Regions from separate parts of the Mus musculus genome. Here region 2 is linked to region 1. Evidence: chromatin contacts called from public HiChIP or PLAC-seq data. All regions are on one chromosome and are shown on one strand. The core of a region is the stretch at or near the end of the contact, and the rest is flanking DNA. Distances in the headings are between cores, read along the strand shown.

Evidence for each region. HiChIP or PLAC-seq counts read pairs in DNA pulled down with a chosen protein or histone mark.
Region 2: an H3K4me3 HiChIP or PLAC-seq map of embryonic stem cells shows a contact between it and region 1, with 6 times the contacts expected there. The contact joins the enhancer-like site here to the promoter of Cldn5 in region 1. A contact is called at or near these places in 2 of 15 datasets of contacts at CTCF or cohesin (CD8 T cells and the NIH/3T3 cell line), 12 of 484 Hi-C or Micro-C datasets (bone marrow-derived dendritic cells, cardiomyocytes, cerebral cortex and 6 more), 17 of 115 datasets of contacts at active chromatin or transcription factors (CD8 T cells, bone marrow-derived macrophages, cardiomyocytes and 10 more) and 2 of 9 other capture datasets (adipose tissue and liver).

Annotation. Positions count from the first base shown.
Region 1 is chr16:18,771,936-18,779,844 of GRCm38.p6, forward strand. It overlaps Cldn5 (claudin 5), which reads left to right and starts at 4,912. Exons shown (of 1, transcript NM_013805.4): 1 at 4,912-6,327. The coding sequence starts at 5,061. The coding sequence ends at 5,717.
Region 2 is chr16:18,733,769-18,741,677 of GRCm38.p6, forward strand. Gm41428 (a long non-coding RNA gene) reads left to right here. Exons shown (of 3, transcript XR_875943.2): 3 at 1-498. Among named protein-coding and RNA genes, the nearest start is that of Gm41428, 6.0 kb to the left of the region's middle. Within about 2 kb of position 4,788, at least 22 of the 459 cell types and tissues checked have an H3K27ac peak or open chromatin away from gene starts, as enhancers often do. A contact at or near this core is called in adipose tissue, embryonic stem cells and pancreatic cancer cells, where this site is marked.

The DNA of each region.
Region 1 (7,909 bases), core at 3,662-6,161:
GCACTGTGTGTTTAACTCAGCAAAGTTTCTTGGTGGCAATACTTTTCAGGTGGGATTTTCCTCATTCTTGACATCACTATGTTGAGTGTCTCCTGTCCCCACTTCCTGATGTCACTATGTTGAGGTGTCTCCTATCCCCTCTTCCTGATGTCACCTTGTTGAGGTGTCTCTTATCCCCTCTTTCTGATGTCACTATGTTGAGGTGTCTCCTATCCCCCATTCCTGATGTCACTTAGCTGAGGTGTCTCCTATCTCCCCTTCCTGATGTCACTATGTTGAGGTGTCTCCTATCCCCCCTTCCTGATGTTATCATATTTAAGTGTTGTCTCTACTTTGTAAATGAGAACCACAGCATGTACTGCAATACTTTTGCTTCAATTATGAATCAGAGTTTAGACAAGGAAAAGAGGAGGAAAGTCTATTATTATGCACCAATAGTTTGCTTCTCACATTCTTGCTTCCTACTATCTTGGAATTCTTTTTATATGAAAATATCTGAAGAACTTATTATATAAATATAATAAAATAGCACATAGTTAATGCATTTAAGACATGATTATTGAGGCCAGAGAGATGGCTTGGAGACTCTAATTACATGTCCACTGACCTGTCTGAGTCACCCTGCAGCTCAGCTTTCTCCCCACGGGAGAGTTGTTCCATGTGGATTTCTTTTGGGACAGTTCCTATTTTTATGTCTATAGGTTCATTAACCATATCTTTTGCAAAACTGCCAGATATCTGGGGTTTTTTGATTTGATGAAGGATCTTACTATGTAGTCCAGGCTGGTCTCTAACTTGTAATCATTGTGCCTCAGTACCTTCGAGCTGGGATTACAAATGTGACCACCATGCCCAGTGAATTAATAAACTTTTGAAACTGGGGTTACACAATGCTGATTATAGGCAATAGAAAGGTGGCATCAGATAATATCAGTAACATAACCTCTTAAATACCAAGAATTAAGCCGGGCGGTGGTGGCGCATGCCTTTAATCCCAGCACTTGGGAGGCAGAAACAGGCGGATTTCTGAGTTCAAGGCCAGCCTGGTCTACAGAGTGAGTTCCAGGACAGCCAGGGCTATACAGAGAAACCCTGTCTCAAAAAAAAAAAAAAACAAAAAACAAAAAACAAAAAACAAACAAACAAAAAAAAACCAAAAAGCAAAACAAAACAAAACAAAACAAAACAAAAAAACAAATGACGTCTTGAGGGATAGATGGCTAAGTAACTGGCTGAACATAGCCAGCCCGCTGAATCTACAACCACAGACTCAACTGTGGATGAAAATATCTCAAGTCGGGTGTGGTAGCATATACCTTTAATCCTGGCATCTGGGAGGCAGAGGCAAGTTGATCTCAAGGCCAGGCTGGTTTACTTATCAAGCACTAGAAAGCCAGGGATACATACTGAGACTATATTTTGGAGAGGTCAGGCTGGACTGTTGTGGGCCTAAAAGGGATGGTGGGGCTACAGGACCCCACCCTCTCAAAACTCTCCTGCTCACTGAAGCACAGTGGCCTCTGATATTGATGGCTAGATGGCACCTGCTTGGGCCTGAGGTCCATGAACTGTGAAGGTCAACTGAGCTAGTGAGTAACTTCAAGCCCCTCTCTAGCTCCCAGGAATTGTACCAGAGGTCTCTGGATTATAAGTGGCCTCTCTTGCAAGGTTGTAATCCTGTGGCCAGGGCTACACTGTGAAAGAGAAAATGAAGCACAGAGAAGCCAAGTCCTTAGTTCAAAAAGAAGGGGGAGTCTAACTCCGGTGCCAACTGTCTTCCTACGGAGATCACCCTAGGTTCCCAGCCCCTCAGTCAGTGACATGAGGAGGGGGGTCTTAAGATGCTTCCTGTTGGGCCAGTGAGAGCCTGGGCTTTTTGTCTTCCACCAAGAAATGGCTCTGGGCAAGAAGAATGTTGTTGACCTGTAAATGTCTGCTGAACTTGGGGAAGACATCCTGGACCAGAAACTGAAAGATAGAAGTAAGGCTGGGGTTTTTGTTTTTGTTTTTGTTTCCTTCCCTCACTCCCTTTGAAATAAAGCCTGTTTGTTAAGAGCTCCTCAAATCCAAGCCCCAGGAACCTGGAGCCTAAATTTAGATTGCCATGGAAGGTCAACGGATCCCCTCAGGGCAGGGTCAGCCAGCAGCTGCTAGAGATAAACTTTGCTTTTCTGCAGACTCAGGCCTTTCTGTCACAGGATTAATAGGATCCTGTGCCATTTCCCCTGGGAAAGCAGAACAATAGCAGGGCAGGAGCAGGTGGCCTGCCTGGCAAGCCCCCTACCACCCCAGACTCCCTGGCCCTGGCCCTTTGCTGCACTCTGGCTATGCTGACCTCTTTCTGCTCCAAGGTCAGATCCTCTGTGAGCCGTGTCCCACCTCTAGGGTGATCTACTTAGTTTTAGTTTGTAGTGTTGGTGATGGAACTTGCTAAGCAGTGCTCTACCCCAGAGCTACATTGCCTAGCCCAAGTGCATCTGTACACCAGCATCTTATACTCAGATTTCCAACTGCTCCTTGGGATCTTCTTCCTGGACTCCTGCTGCGCTGCCACCTTTTCAGAGAACCCTCTGCTGGGTTTTGCCTTCCTATCTGGTACTTTGTTGGCAGTTTGTTTATTAAGTGGCCTGTGCTGTGTGCTCTGGGAGAGACAGTGTCCAATGCACACACACACACACACACACACACACACACACACACACACACACAAATCCCCAAGGAAGGATCTGGGGTGGTCACTTGGGCCACCTTTAGTTTTGAGGAGGATCGAGGAAGCATTGCCAGCCCTGGCTGTCCATTTCTGGAGTGGTTCTGGTCCCGCTGCATGCTGGAGAGTACGGTATCTAAGGTTCCACTGGCAATTATGAATTTACCAAAGGTATGTGAACTTGCTCGGACCATTCTGGGTGCAAGGCTGGGGACAGTACCGAAATGGTGGGTAGGAGGGCAGACAGAAGGAAGGGAGCATGTCCTGCTGTTTGTAGCCCCAAATAGTTGAAAGCAGCAAGCTGCTTCTTGTCTGGGACAAATGTGTGTCCCAGAAGATCCCCGTATTCCCGGGACACTAGTAGGAAAGCCAGCGGGCAAAAGCTATCCTGGCTTGGACCTTCTGGGGCCTGCGTGTAGAGAGATATTCTCAGATGTGTGCATCAGCATGTCCTGCAGAACAGCAAGACAAGACAGGAACAGCAGGAAGGCTCATTCCAAGGCCCAGGGAAGATGGATCTGGTTGAAGTATAAAGTGTGTAAATATTTTCCTGGTCACTTACAGCCAGCTTAGTCTAGGCTGCTCCCAGGATCCAGTTCTTTGCCAGTGGGCAATGAGAGCCATAGAGGATTACAGGCCAGGGCCTGCAGGAGTAGCCTTGTTGGGTCATCTGAAGAGGGTTCAGTAGTTGCTCCAGGAAGGTGCCTGGGAGCTTGAAGGGAGGGGGCTGGCAAAACAAAATTCTGCAGACTGGAGCAGGGGGAGCAGGATTTGAGTTTACATCTACTGAGCAGGGAGAAGGGTCTGCAGAAAAGCAGGGGTCTCTAGAAGATAGAAGGCAGCAGTTAATATATGATAGCTGGAAGAGGTACCAGGGAGGACAAGAAAGGGTGTGTATGTGAGGCTCTCCCGCCGTCTTCTAAGAACAGTTTGTTGTAGGGTGAAGTAGGCAATGACCTGGCCCCATAGACCTCTAGCTCAGAGCCATCTCCAGAAGGAAGCAGGGACCCATAAAAGGGAGAGATTTACCAAAATCTCCACATCTGTGGCTGGCCTCAACAATGTCATCCTTTCCCTATAGAGGCCCTGAGTTCTTTTGAGCAGAGGAAACAACAAAACAAAACCCCCAAACAGAACAACAACAGAAGACAACAAAGCCCAGCTGGAGTCCAGGGTTAGCTGGAAACAAAGGGAGCAGGGAGGAGTGTTCACTGGAAAGAGGCTGGCGCCCTAGTTTGGTTGTGGGCTGTGGGGCCTGGTGCCCCCACCTGAGCCTCAGGGACCCAGTGTGTCTAACCCAGTGGACCTTTCAAGAAATGGCTGGGCCATTGTGCAGAAGAATGCCCGGAAATCCCGCGGCTCCCTCCTCCACCGAGGATGGGGGCTCTTCCTCCTGGCCAGGAAACTCCAAGTTGGCTTCCGGAGGGTGGCCTGGGGGCTGGGGTGGCAAAGCACCACAACTATTTGTAGGATGGCAAGGCATAGCCTTTCTATGTCCCATCGTGTCTCTGCTGTCCCAGGATTCCAGTATGCTGTGTTAGGATCACAGCCTATCTGCTGGAGAAGACTGGACGTCGGAGAACCCTCAGGGGTTGCGCAGCATCCCAGAGGAGAGCACAGGCCCTTGCAGTGTTCACTTTGTGTCAGACCAGTGGTTCCAGGGAAGGAGTGAGAACTGTAGGCGGTGGTTGGGTAGGATCATGAATGAGGTTATAATTAAGGGCAAGCCCAACACAGGCTTGCCGAGCATCTCCGCTTGGTGTGCCAAGGGAAAAACGGCGGGCGTAGAGGTTTGTTTCACCTGTGCACGGGGGCTCAGAGAACCTCCAGGCCAAGCAGTCTGCAGAGAGGAGTTGGAATGATCCGGGATGTAGCAGGTGGAGCTGGTGAGTGTAGGTTAGGGGTCATGCTGCTAACAGTGGAGACAGGGGCGCACAGATCTCCTGTGTACCTGCCAAGATCAGCCCCTACTAGGACAGAAACTGGTAGGGTCTCAGACTGCGGTTCTGCAGGGTGCGGTTCGGGTGAGCAGGACTAGTCCTGCTCGCCCGTGGTTTCAGTAACTGTAGCTGTCAGGGGGTCCGCGATTGGCTGTGGGCCGAAGGTCTGCTCATGGATTGGTTGAGCTAACTCGGGGGGCTGCGCCCTGGGGGCAGAGTCCGCCCCCGAGACTTCAAATAGGACAACAGGTTACTTCAGAACCCAGTTGGTGTAGTTAAAACCTCCTCTTCTGCTCCAGGACTGGAGGCTCCAGAGCAGAGGCACCAGAATCAATTCCCAGCTCCCAGCCTAAGCAGCGCAGAGAGCACCCGGAGGCCCCAAGGGCCGTCGGGTGAGCATTCAGTCTTTAGCCATGGGGTCTGCAGCGTTGGAAATTCTGGGTCTGGTGCTGTGTCTGGTAGGATGGGTGGGCTTGATCCTGGCGTGTGGGCTGCCCATGTGGCAGGTGACTGCCTTCCTGGACCACAACATCGTGACGGCGCAGACGACTTGGAAGGGGCTGTGGATGTCGTGCGTGGTGCAGAGTACCGGGCACATGCAGTGCAAGGTGTATGAATCTGTGCTGGCGCTGAGTGCGGAGGTGCAGGCAGCTCGGGCACTCACCGTGGGCGCTGTGCTGCTGGCGCTGGTGGCACTCTTTGTTACCTTGACCGGCGCTCAGTGCACCACCTGCGTGGCCCCGGGCCCAGTTAAGGCACGGGTAGCACTCACGGGAGGAGCGCTTTACGCGGTGTGCGGGCTGCTGGCACTCGTGCCGCTCTGCTGGTTCGCCAACATCGTTGTCCGCGAGTTCTATGATCCGACGGTGCCGGTGTCACAGAAGTACGAGCTGGGCGCGGCGCTGTACATCGGCTGGGCGGCCTCCGCACTGCTCATGTGCGGTGGCGGCCTCGTGTGTTGCGGCGCCTGGGTCTGCACCGGGCGCCCTGAGTTCAGCTTCCCGGTCAAGTACTCTGCGCCGCGGCGGCCCACGGCCAATGGCGATTACGACAAGAAGAACTATGTCTAAGGGCGGGAGGCATGGCGGGGCTCTTCCCGCAGCTAAGCCCGCGATGGGAAAGACCGATGCGGGAAGCCGTGTGTGGATGACGACCACCGCTGGGTTGCGCAGCGCAAGTCATGCTGGGTTCGGGCCAGACTTGCCCGCTCTCAGAGTCCGTTGACCATCACTAGCCGGGCCCTGCTCAGAACAGACTACAGGCACTTTTAAGAACTTGACCGACCTTTTCTTCTATGCGCAGTTGGCCACGACGTGGGTGGAACGCTCAGATTTCATCGGTGAAGTAGGCACCAAACTGCCGCGAACAGTTCCTACTGAGATCCTGGGGGCACTAGATGCTGCCTTAATGTCCAGTGGCACCTGCTAACCTGAAAGGGCAGCTGGAGAAACCCCGGGGCTGCCAGAGGGACGTGTTAAAAAGGGCATTTTCTTTGTTAGTGGAGAAGAACCTACTGAACCAAAGGACTTAGCCTGGACCTGGTCTCACTCCAGCACTCCCCCAAGGTGGGGGCCCTGTAGGTACCAGAGCCTTAGAGGGGTTGCCTTCCTCCTGGAAGCTTGGGGCTTGGGGGGTGGGCCGGGCAAGAATTTGCTCAGTAAATGGTTTGAACACTTTCAACTGTGTCCTGTCCTCTGTCCAGAGACTCCTTGTGCCCAGCTCCCTATTCATCTACCCACCCCTCCTCAAAGACTCCCTGCAGGGATTTCTCCAGTTTTCAACTCAGCCAAGTGCTGGAGTTAGGCTGGGATACAGGAGGGGAGGCAGAGCCCAGGAGAGGATCCAGCTGGAGTCTCACTCGCATCATGGGAATGGCAACTTGGGTGATGGGAAATGCTGAGAGTGGATAGCTAGGTTGCTGGCTTCTCCCAGGAATACCTCCAACACTTTTACCCCCAGTGCTTGCTCAGCTCCAAGTATCAAGTGGCCACCGACAAGGGCACACGGCTAGACTAGGCACTTCCCTCATGTGTGGGAGCCACAGTGCATGGCTGATGTGATGTGTTCAGTCTTCAGCTGACTGCAGTACATAACAGCTGCTATGGGAGAGGCACTTGCCCAGGGTAGCTGGGCCCATTGCAGCCCTTTGTCCTAGTCCTCTGGCTAGTGTGGCTCTAAACAGGGTCTAGGGTTTGTGTCCATCCTGCTGATAATGCACCTATGTTGACAGAGAATTTTGGGTGTTACTATCCTGGGGGAAAAGAGGGTCCAGGACTTGGGAAAAGATCCCAGGAGGGTAAAGCGAGTAAAGCCAACAGCCAAAGAAAGCTTATTGTTTCTCTTTGGGCTAAAAGGCCAGAGTCAGGAATGCACAATGGATACGGGAAGGGGCTGCAAAAAGAGGCATACAAAGCCCAGTCAGAAGGAAGGCTTGGCATCTGCTACCAACCCTGGCTACATCCAGTACCCAGTCTTTTAGGCCTGGCTAGGTGCCTCAGGGTGGGGAAGGGGTTAAAACCTAAGGATGTGAGCGTAAGAGATTCAGGGCAGATTCTGGAATTGGGGACAAAGAAGGCAAGGGTGGAACTTACAGGGAAGCTGACTTTCTAATGGCTGCTCAGGCCCCAATGAGACAGCCTCAGTGGAAGACCTCACTGAATCCAGGTGAACTCAGTCCAGCAGGTGCATGTGCAGGAAGGATCAAGAGCAGTCCCAAGCTTGGGAACATGTGATCCTAGATCTGGCCCTGTGCCCTAGCAGGCCAGTGTATGGTTATGCTGGCACACTTGGCTGGTGGTGTACCCTTCCCACAGGGGTCTTTACCCAGTATAGAATATGGGAAGGCAGCTGCTTGCTCTGAGTTCTTCCAAATGGCCAGGGTGGCTATGTGAAGGCAGTTGGCTGGTGGCACTATAGGGGGTCCAGGGAGGAGGGCCAATCCTACCCACCTCCCACCTACGGTACCCCCGATTTCCTGAAGGGCAGCCTGGGCTTCTCGCCACTGACTTAACACTATTCACCAGTACTTGGAATAGGAAGCAGTACTTAAAATGGCTTAGGCTACATAGTGAGAAAGTGTCTCAAAGAACAAAACACTACAACAAAACTAAACTGGGGAAAGAGAGAAACCTTTGTGAATAACTCCTTCTAGGACTGTGTGCCACCCTGCCTTCCTTAGGAGCTCAGATGCCCACAAGGGTATCTCTTTTTACCATGTCTGCTTTTCTAGTACCTATGTCCCCAGGTGGTAATCAGCCCTTCT
Region 2 (7,909 bases), core at 3,538-6,037, 38 kb before region 1:
GTCCCATCCCGGCTCGGGTTAGGACTCATGAACTTGTCATCACTGGAGCGCTGCCTTGTGTTAACCATCCACCTGCCACAGAGTCCAGCACCACTAAATCATGATCAGCTGGGAGGCAGTAAGGAGTAATGGCTGGGACCCCAGGTGAGATTCCACTGAGCCTCTCCTTCTCCTTCTATTAGAAAGTTACCAGAGCCCTCACCTGAGCCCTCCGGGTTTCTCTGATTTTCTGCATATTTCATTGCATGGCTGTGGAGCCACACATTTGTAGGGGAGCACTCGTAAGCCTCTACCCCATGATGGCTGATCATCTTGTCACACCTGTAAGAAATCTCTTCACCCTTCAGAAGCTGAAATACTAATAGCAGAGACTGTCGCTCAGGGTTTGCTTTTGATTAATCCAGGGATCAGACGAGGGACAAGACAAAACAAGATGCTGTTAAATTATTTGGGACCTTTTGAAGCTGGGTCATGGGCCATAGAGAATTGAAGGTCATTTTGCTTGTGACCACACTTGTATTTTTCTATAATAAACTTGTTATTTTATCTTGGTTTTATTTTAGTCTCGAGTTCTTACATTTTTGAGGTTTATTTATTTTATTTTCTCATGTGTGGTGTTTTTCTTACACGCATGTCTGGGCAGCATGTACATTCAGTACCCACAGAGGAGACGTAGGATCTCCTGGAACTGCAGTTTCAGATGGCTGTGGGTTACCACGTGGGTACTGGAGTCAAACCCAGGTCCTCTGCAAGAGCAACAAGTGCTCTTATGTGCCGAGCCTTCTCTCCAGCCCTAGTTTTGGCGACTTTGAGACGAGGTCTCATGTAGTCTCAAGCTTAGAATGTAGACAAGAATAATCTTGAAGTAACTCCTGATCTGCCCGTCTTCACCTCCCAAGGGCTGGGAGTGAAGGTGTGCACCACTGTGCCCACATGATAAACTTGTTTTTAAAAAGGATGGCTAGGGGCTCAGAGAGATTGCTCAGTGGTTAGGAGCTTTGTTATTTTTTCAGAGGACCAAGGTTCAGGGTAATTTGAAACCATGTACAACTCCAGTTCCAGCGAATCCAGTGGCCTCTTCTGGCCCTCAAAGACTCTATCTATCTGTCTGTCTGTCTGTCTGTCTGTCTATCTATCTACCTATCATCTATATATCTTTCTATCTATCAATCATCTATCTATCTTTCTTTCAATCTATCTTTCTTTCTATCTTTTTTCTATCTATCTATCTACCTATTTGCAGGCAAAGTAGTCATACACATAAAATAAAATTTTTAATTAAAAAAGGGATAGGGCTGGGCTTGTCTCAGTAAAGCCCTTGCACTAGGATCTGTATAATTCTGATCCCTAGCTACTGTTGGTCCCACTGTTCAGGAATAAGACCACTACCACAGTTCTGAGCCAAACTTGAAGCAAGCTTTAATTAAATACTGGCTAGAATGATGGACTCTGATCATGTCTATTTCTTGGTTCCCAGAAAAATAGTGACAAGTCACATTTTGATGAGGCTTATAAAAGCAAACCTATAAGGCTATATATTTCCCAGCAGGTCCAATCAGGGGCAAGCATACATCGTGACATATTTCCTACCTACAGATGTGATCGAGCACAGCTGGAGCCGTTGGGTCAAAAACACTTATCTAGGGAGGAGATAAGCGTGCCTTTATTTCCCATAAACAACCTCCAGTGTTTCGGGAAGTATCTGTCTTCGGGCAAATGGCTTATAGGCTAGAGGCACGTTGTTTTATGGATATGTTAGGCACAGTAATTAAAACTTAAACATAACTGTGGCTGTCACATACCCACCTAGAAAAACCAGGCTTGGAAGTAGAGAGATGCTCAATAGTTAAAAGAACTTGTTCTTGCAGAGGACCAGTGTTCAACTCCCAGCACTCACATGGAGGCCTAAAACCACCCATCACTCTAGTACCAGGGAATCCAGTGCCTATGACCTCGGTGGGCACCACGCATGTACATGGTGCACAGACAAACATGCAAGCAAAACATTCAAACACATAAAAATGAAGTAAATGTAAAAACAAACAAACAAAAAATTTGGTTTAGCAGTTGTCTCTGGTCCCAAGAAATCTCTCTTCCCAAAGTCTGGCAAAGCCAGCGTCCCCTCAGGGTCTTGAGAAAATAATTTCTACCTGCTAAAAGGAACCTTTCTCCTCCTCTCTGGCATAAGGGTGCATTTCCATTAACAATCGCCTGTGGTGTCTATTGCACATCAAGGTCCACGCTAACTTCTAGGCCCCTTCAATCCCCAGTCACTAGTACCTGCTACACACTTCAAGTCTTCCACCTCAGTTTATGGGTTCTCCTCCTCCCAGGTACCTGTCCCCTAATAACCCTGGACTTCCATGCTCTGGAACCTCCAGCCTCTTTCCTGAGACACAGTCTTGGCTGTTTGGTGTAAATTTTTTCCTTTTAACCCACAGAGCTGCTACGTTGGTTTCTTTACCGCACCCATTTTATTCAGTGTTGAATGCTGTGTTTTATTAAAAAGATCAGAATACGTTTTGTAGAGTGCGATATGGTGAGGTGTGAAGGGTGCCTCATGTCTCCCGCTGGCCCACACTGAAGCATCACTACCCCCTGTGGTACCAGCCATATACTACACGGGGATAGTACAGAACAGAGCTTATTTAGGGCGTAGGAACAGGAGTTGAGAAGGGAACAGAGACAGAAAAAAATAGGGAGGGGGGAGGGAGGGAGAGAGAAAGAGAAAGAGAGAGAGAACAAGCACAAACTCCCTTTTATATCGAGCCAGACCTACCTGGCTGTTGCTAGGTAATCGTTGCGTGGAGCATAGAAGGAAAGGTAACTGAGAACCTGTAATCTGGCATTGAGGAGGCAGAGGCAGGAGGATCCCTGAAGCTCACTGGCCAGCTACTTTAGCAGGCTAGTTCTAGCTCAGTGACTCTGTCTCAAAACCTAAGGTGAAGGCTGCAGCGATGCTCAGTGGTTAAGAGCACTTGTTGCTCTTGCAGAGGACCTGGGTTTGGGACCCAGCACTCACTTGGCAGTCCACAATCATCTCCAGTTCCAGATCTGATGTTCTATTCTGACCTCCTCAGGCACCATACATACACATGACGCGCATGCATACATGCAGGCAAAATACAACATAAAATAAGATGGATAAGTCTTTAAGAAAAAAAAATGTTTTAAAGTGCAACACTGAGATACTGAGTCTGTTTCCAACACTGGTAATCTTGTTAAAAAGCATTTTACATTTCTTGGTTCTGTGTGTGCCACAACACATGTGGAGGTCAGAGGACAACTTGCCAGAGCTTGTTCTCTCCTTCCACCTGGTACACTGGACCCATCCAGTCAGACTCAGGATCCCCTTGTACCCACCTGAGTGGCTGCTGGGGCTTCCAGAGACACATGGAGAGTTACAGGAGAAGAGATAGCAGATTAAGAGAGAGATGCACAAGGGCTTGGGGATGAGCCTGCCCACCTGTAGCATGGCTCCAAGAGAACAAAAAATAAGGGAAAGGATGGGGGGGGGGGATTGGCAAAGGACTTGTAAAGGCCAGTGACAGTGTCTGCCTCTCTCTGTTCCTGTAGTGGGTGAGGGAGGTGGGGAGGGCTTGAATAAAACCCAAGTGATAAAATTATTTCTCTGCTGGTGAAATGAGCCTATTCAAACCAGATTAGATTATATTACAGGCATGTTTATTGGGAAGCTGCTCTTGGGTGATTTGACTGGCTCCAAGGACTGAGGCCAGGGAAGTCACCATGGGAAGAGAAGGGGGTAGGAGGAAGAGAAAGAGAGAAAGGGCATGGGTAAGAGAGACAGGAGAAGAAGAGGAAAAGGAAAAAGAAGAAAAGGGAGAGGAAGAAGAAGAGGAAGAAGGAGAAGAAGGAGGAAGAGGAGGAGGAAGAGGAAGAAGAGGAGGAGGAAAAGGAGAAGGAGGAGAAGGAGGAGGAGGAGGAGGGGAAGGAGGAGGAGAGAAGGAGAAGGAGGAGGAGGAGGGGAAGGAGGAGGAGGAGGAGAGGAGGAGGAAGAGGAGGAGAAGGAGGAGGAGGAGGAGGAGGAGGAGGAGGAGGAGAAGAAGAAGAAGAAGAAGAAGAAGAAGAAGAAGAAGAAGAAGAAGAAGAAGAAGAAGAAGAAGAAGAAGAAGAAGAGCAATGTGTTATCCAAGGATATGTTTTATAGAAGGGAGGTATAGTATAGTGGGAGGGGGTACTTTACTCAGTGGTCCACACTGAAGCATCCCTCCTTCCTTCCTCGAGGTACCAGTCATATACTAGACAGGTCTAGTATAGAATAGAGTTTATTTGTGGGCATGGGAAGGGGAGTTGAGAAGGGAGTAGAGGCAGAGAAAGAGAGGGGACAGAGAAGGAGAGACAGAGACAAAGAGACAGAGAGAGACAGAAAGAGACAGAGAAAGAGAGACAGAGACAGAAAGAGACAGAGAGAGACAGAGACAGACGGGGCTGGCCAGGAGCACATGGAGAAAGGGGGAGGAGGGGGAAAGGGAGAGAGGGAGAAAGGGGTCAGAGAGAGTGAAGGGAATCAGAGAGTCAGAGAGGCCAAACAGTTCCTCTTATTGCAAGCCAGGCCTACCTGGCTGTTGCTAGGTCACTGTTGGGTGGAGCATAGAAGGAATGCCAACAGAGAGCAGACCAAAATATCTGGATTATATAGGGAAGAGCCTCTAGGGGAAGGGCAGCCCAGCCCCTGGGCTGGAAAGTTCAGGGTTGAGGACAGAGTCTGCCAGGAAGGGACTGAGGGATGCTGGGTGAACCTGGAAGCCAGGTCTGCTTTGATATGTAAAATATGCATCTCAGTCCCTTGTTCTGGGGTCTGAAACCAAACACCAAGTGAGACAGGGCTTACCTCCTGTGTCTCTGCAGAGCAGGCTGCCTCCTCTGCCACTCTTCCTGTGCTAATCTCTGGAATCTTCTACTATTTTCTATTCTCCAGCTTTACTTTCGGCTGCACGGGAGCTATGAGAGCTCTTGTCCCGGGAAGAGAAAGGCTGACTGCAGCAGGAGGGAAGCAAACCACAGGCTGGGGATGGGGCCTGCTTGTTGCGCATGACCTGTATTTAGGAAATGTAGGGTTTGCGCTCACACAGGGCCCACTTACTGTGTACTAACTATGCTTCAGGGTTAGAGAGACCTCTGTCAGTTCAGGGATGGGGCTGGGGTGGTGGTGGTGGTGGTGGCCCTGTAGGTATCCAGCCTCAAGGCTGGCTTCAGAATACATGTGAGGGGAGTTAAGACTCCAGCGCTTTGCCCGTTCCCAGGCCCCCTTTCACCCAAACCCTAGTGGGTCTGAACTGTTTGGGCATAACGGAGCCTATAACAGTTCTCTTGGGGACAGGGACGGGAGGTGGGGCTTGACTGTCCAAATGCCTGCTAGAATCACTCACACTCTGGAAGCTTCCTGGATGTCTATTCCCTTGGCAGACATTGTGGAAGTGGTATCTCAGCAGACTTGGAGAGTGAATGAAGCCAAAAAACCCATGCCAGACGATCAACCAGCTCAAAGTTTCCCAGGCTAGGTAGGGTGTGCCTGCTCTACTGGGGGAAACGGGGGGGGGGGTTACATGGTATGGCCAGTGATGGTGGGGAGGAGCTGGAAAGAGAGGGTACAGCCACACTGGGATCACTGACTGTTGCTGTGAGGAAGTGGGAGCCACAGGAGATGTGGGGAGAGGAGGGGTGTGCTCCACAGGGGTCATGGCTTACCTCAGACATCAGCTGTGTGACCTTCGTGTCCCACAGCTTCCCTAGCAAAGCTGTGACATGGCTAGGGAGTTTGAGGGATAGAGGCTGAGCGTTCTTACATCGTTTGTTTGTGGGTCCAGGCTACTTGGAGGTCTCTCCAGATGTCAGAGTGCTGCCCTGACTACTACAGATGCTGCAGTTCCCATCCACTCAAAGCACTGTGCTCAGTCCTCAGAGATGGAAGGCTAACTGTGGCTCATCGGGGTCCAGGAGGATTTCTGACCTGCTCCAGATGCTTGGCTTGGAGACTGAATCCTAGGAAATTCCAGCTCCTGGGCACCACCCAGGCAGGAATACAAGGGACCCCACCCAAACTCTGACTAAGCCACCTTGGGGAAGTGGCTGTGGATGTGCATGCTGACCTCATAGTCATTAATACAACACCCACCTCTCCAGTCCCTACATTAAAAGAAGCCCAGGTGAGGAAGGATACAAACACAGACACGTGAACCATGGAGCCAAATAGCAGCTGCCTGGCTTTTGCTGTCATTGTGAAGGGAACCAGGTAGTTGGATTCTATCAAAATGGCCTTTGCGTGTGCCTGTGCATGTTTATGTGTGTGCTTGTGTACATGTTTCTGCATGTATATGTTTGTATGCAAGCGTGCCCTTGTGTGTGTGTGTGTGTGTGTGTGTGTGTGTGTGTGTGTGTGTGTGTATGCACACAGAGGCTGGAGGTCAACATTGGTTTCCTCTTCTTTGACTCTCCACCTTAATTTTTTTGAGACAATGTTTCTCACTGACCTTGGAGTCTTCCATGTTTCCATCCCCAGGGCTACAGATGTGCACCATCATGCCCTGCTCTCCCTGTGCTTGGGTAGCAGGCACTATATCTACTGGGCCATTCCTTAACTTTCTCCCTCTCCCCCTCCCCCTCCCCCTCCCCCTTCCTCTCCTCCTCCCCCTCCCTCTTCCTCTCCCCCTCTCCCTGTCCCCCATCCCCTCCCCCCTCCCCTCCCCTTCCCCCTCCCCTGTCTCCCCCCTCTCTTTTTTCCTCCCTCCCTTTCTCCCTCTCTCCCTTCCTTGATTTTTGAAACAAGGTTTTTCTGTGTAGCCCTGGTATCCTAGAATTCACTCTATAGACCAGACTGACCTGTAACTCAGAAATCCACCTGCCTCTGCCTCCTGAGTGCTGGGATTAAAGGTGTGCTCCATCACACTTGGTTAATTATGCCCCCTTTTGAGACTATATCCCATGTAGCCCAGGCTGCCCTTAAACAAGTAAAGAAGGATGACTTTAAACTTCTTGACTTTCATACCTCTACTTCCCAAGGACAGGGTGTAAGATGTGTACAGTGTCCAGTTTATGTAGTGCTGAGGGTCAGTCAGTCCCAGGGCTCTGCATACTAGCCCTGCATCAACAATCGTCCACTGAAGTAAAATCCCCAAAGGGCAAATTGAGGGAGACCGAGTAGGTTAGAGGTTGAGAGAGTCAGGTGGGAGATGTGACCACGTACAGGTTGTTGGGGTACATTGTGTGACGGTGTCTCTGAATTGTCAGTTGTTGATTGCTCTACTGGGCAGAGAGCTGAGTACTAACCAGGGTTTTGGTATTGTTATTCTTAGGCATCATTGCCTGCCTGCCTCCGTATTTTGTGAGCACTCTTTCTCCCTCACCTGTTGGTTGGCTTAATAAAGAGCTGATGGCCAATAACTAGGCAGGAGAGTGAAGGCGTGACTTCTGGCCTGGGCTGGGGGTGGGGTGGGGATATCCTTGGATGTACTGGAACTGAGAGGAAGGTAAAGAACTACTCGCACGGGTCTTGGAGAGAGATGGCTCAGTGGTTGAGAGCACTGGCTACTCTTCCAGAGAACCCAGGTTCAATTCCCAGCACTGACATGGCAGCTCACAACTGTCTGTAACTCCTGACCCAGGAGATCTGACACCCTCACACGGAAATACTTTGCAGTCAAAAAAACCAATAGGCATGAAGTAAAAATATTTTATTAAAAAAAGAACTAGCAGAGCATGGTGGTGCACGCCTTTAATCCCAGCACTTGGGAGGCAGAGGCAGGCGGATTTCTGAGTTCGAGGCCAGCCTGGTCTACAGAGTGAGTTCCAGGACAGCCAAGGCTACACAGAGAAACCCTGTCTTGAAAAAACAAAAACCAAAACAACAGCAGCAGCAGCAACAACAACAACAACAACAAAGAACTAGCCA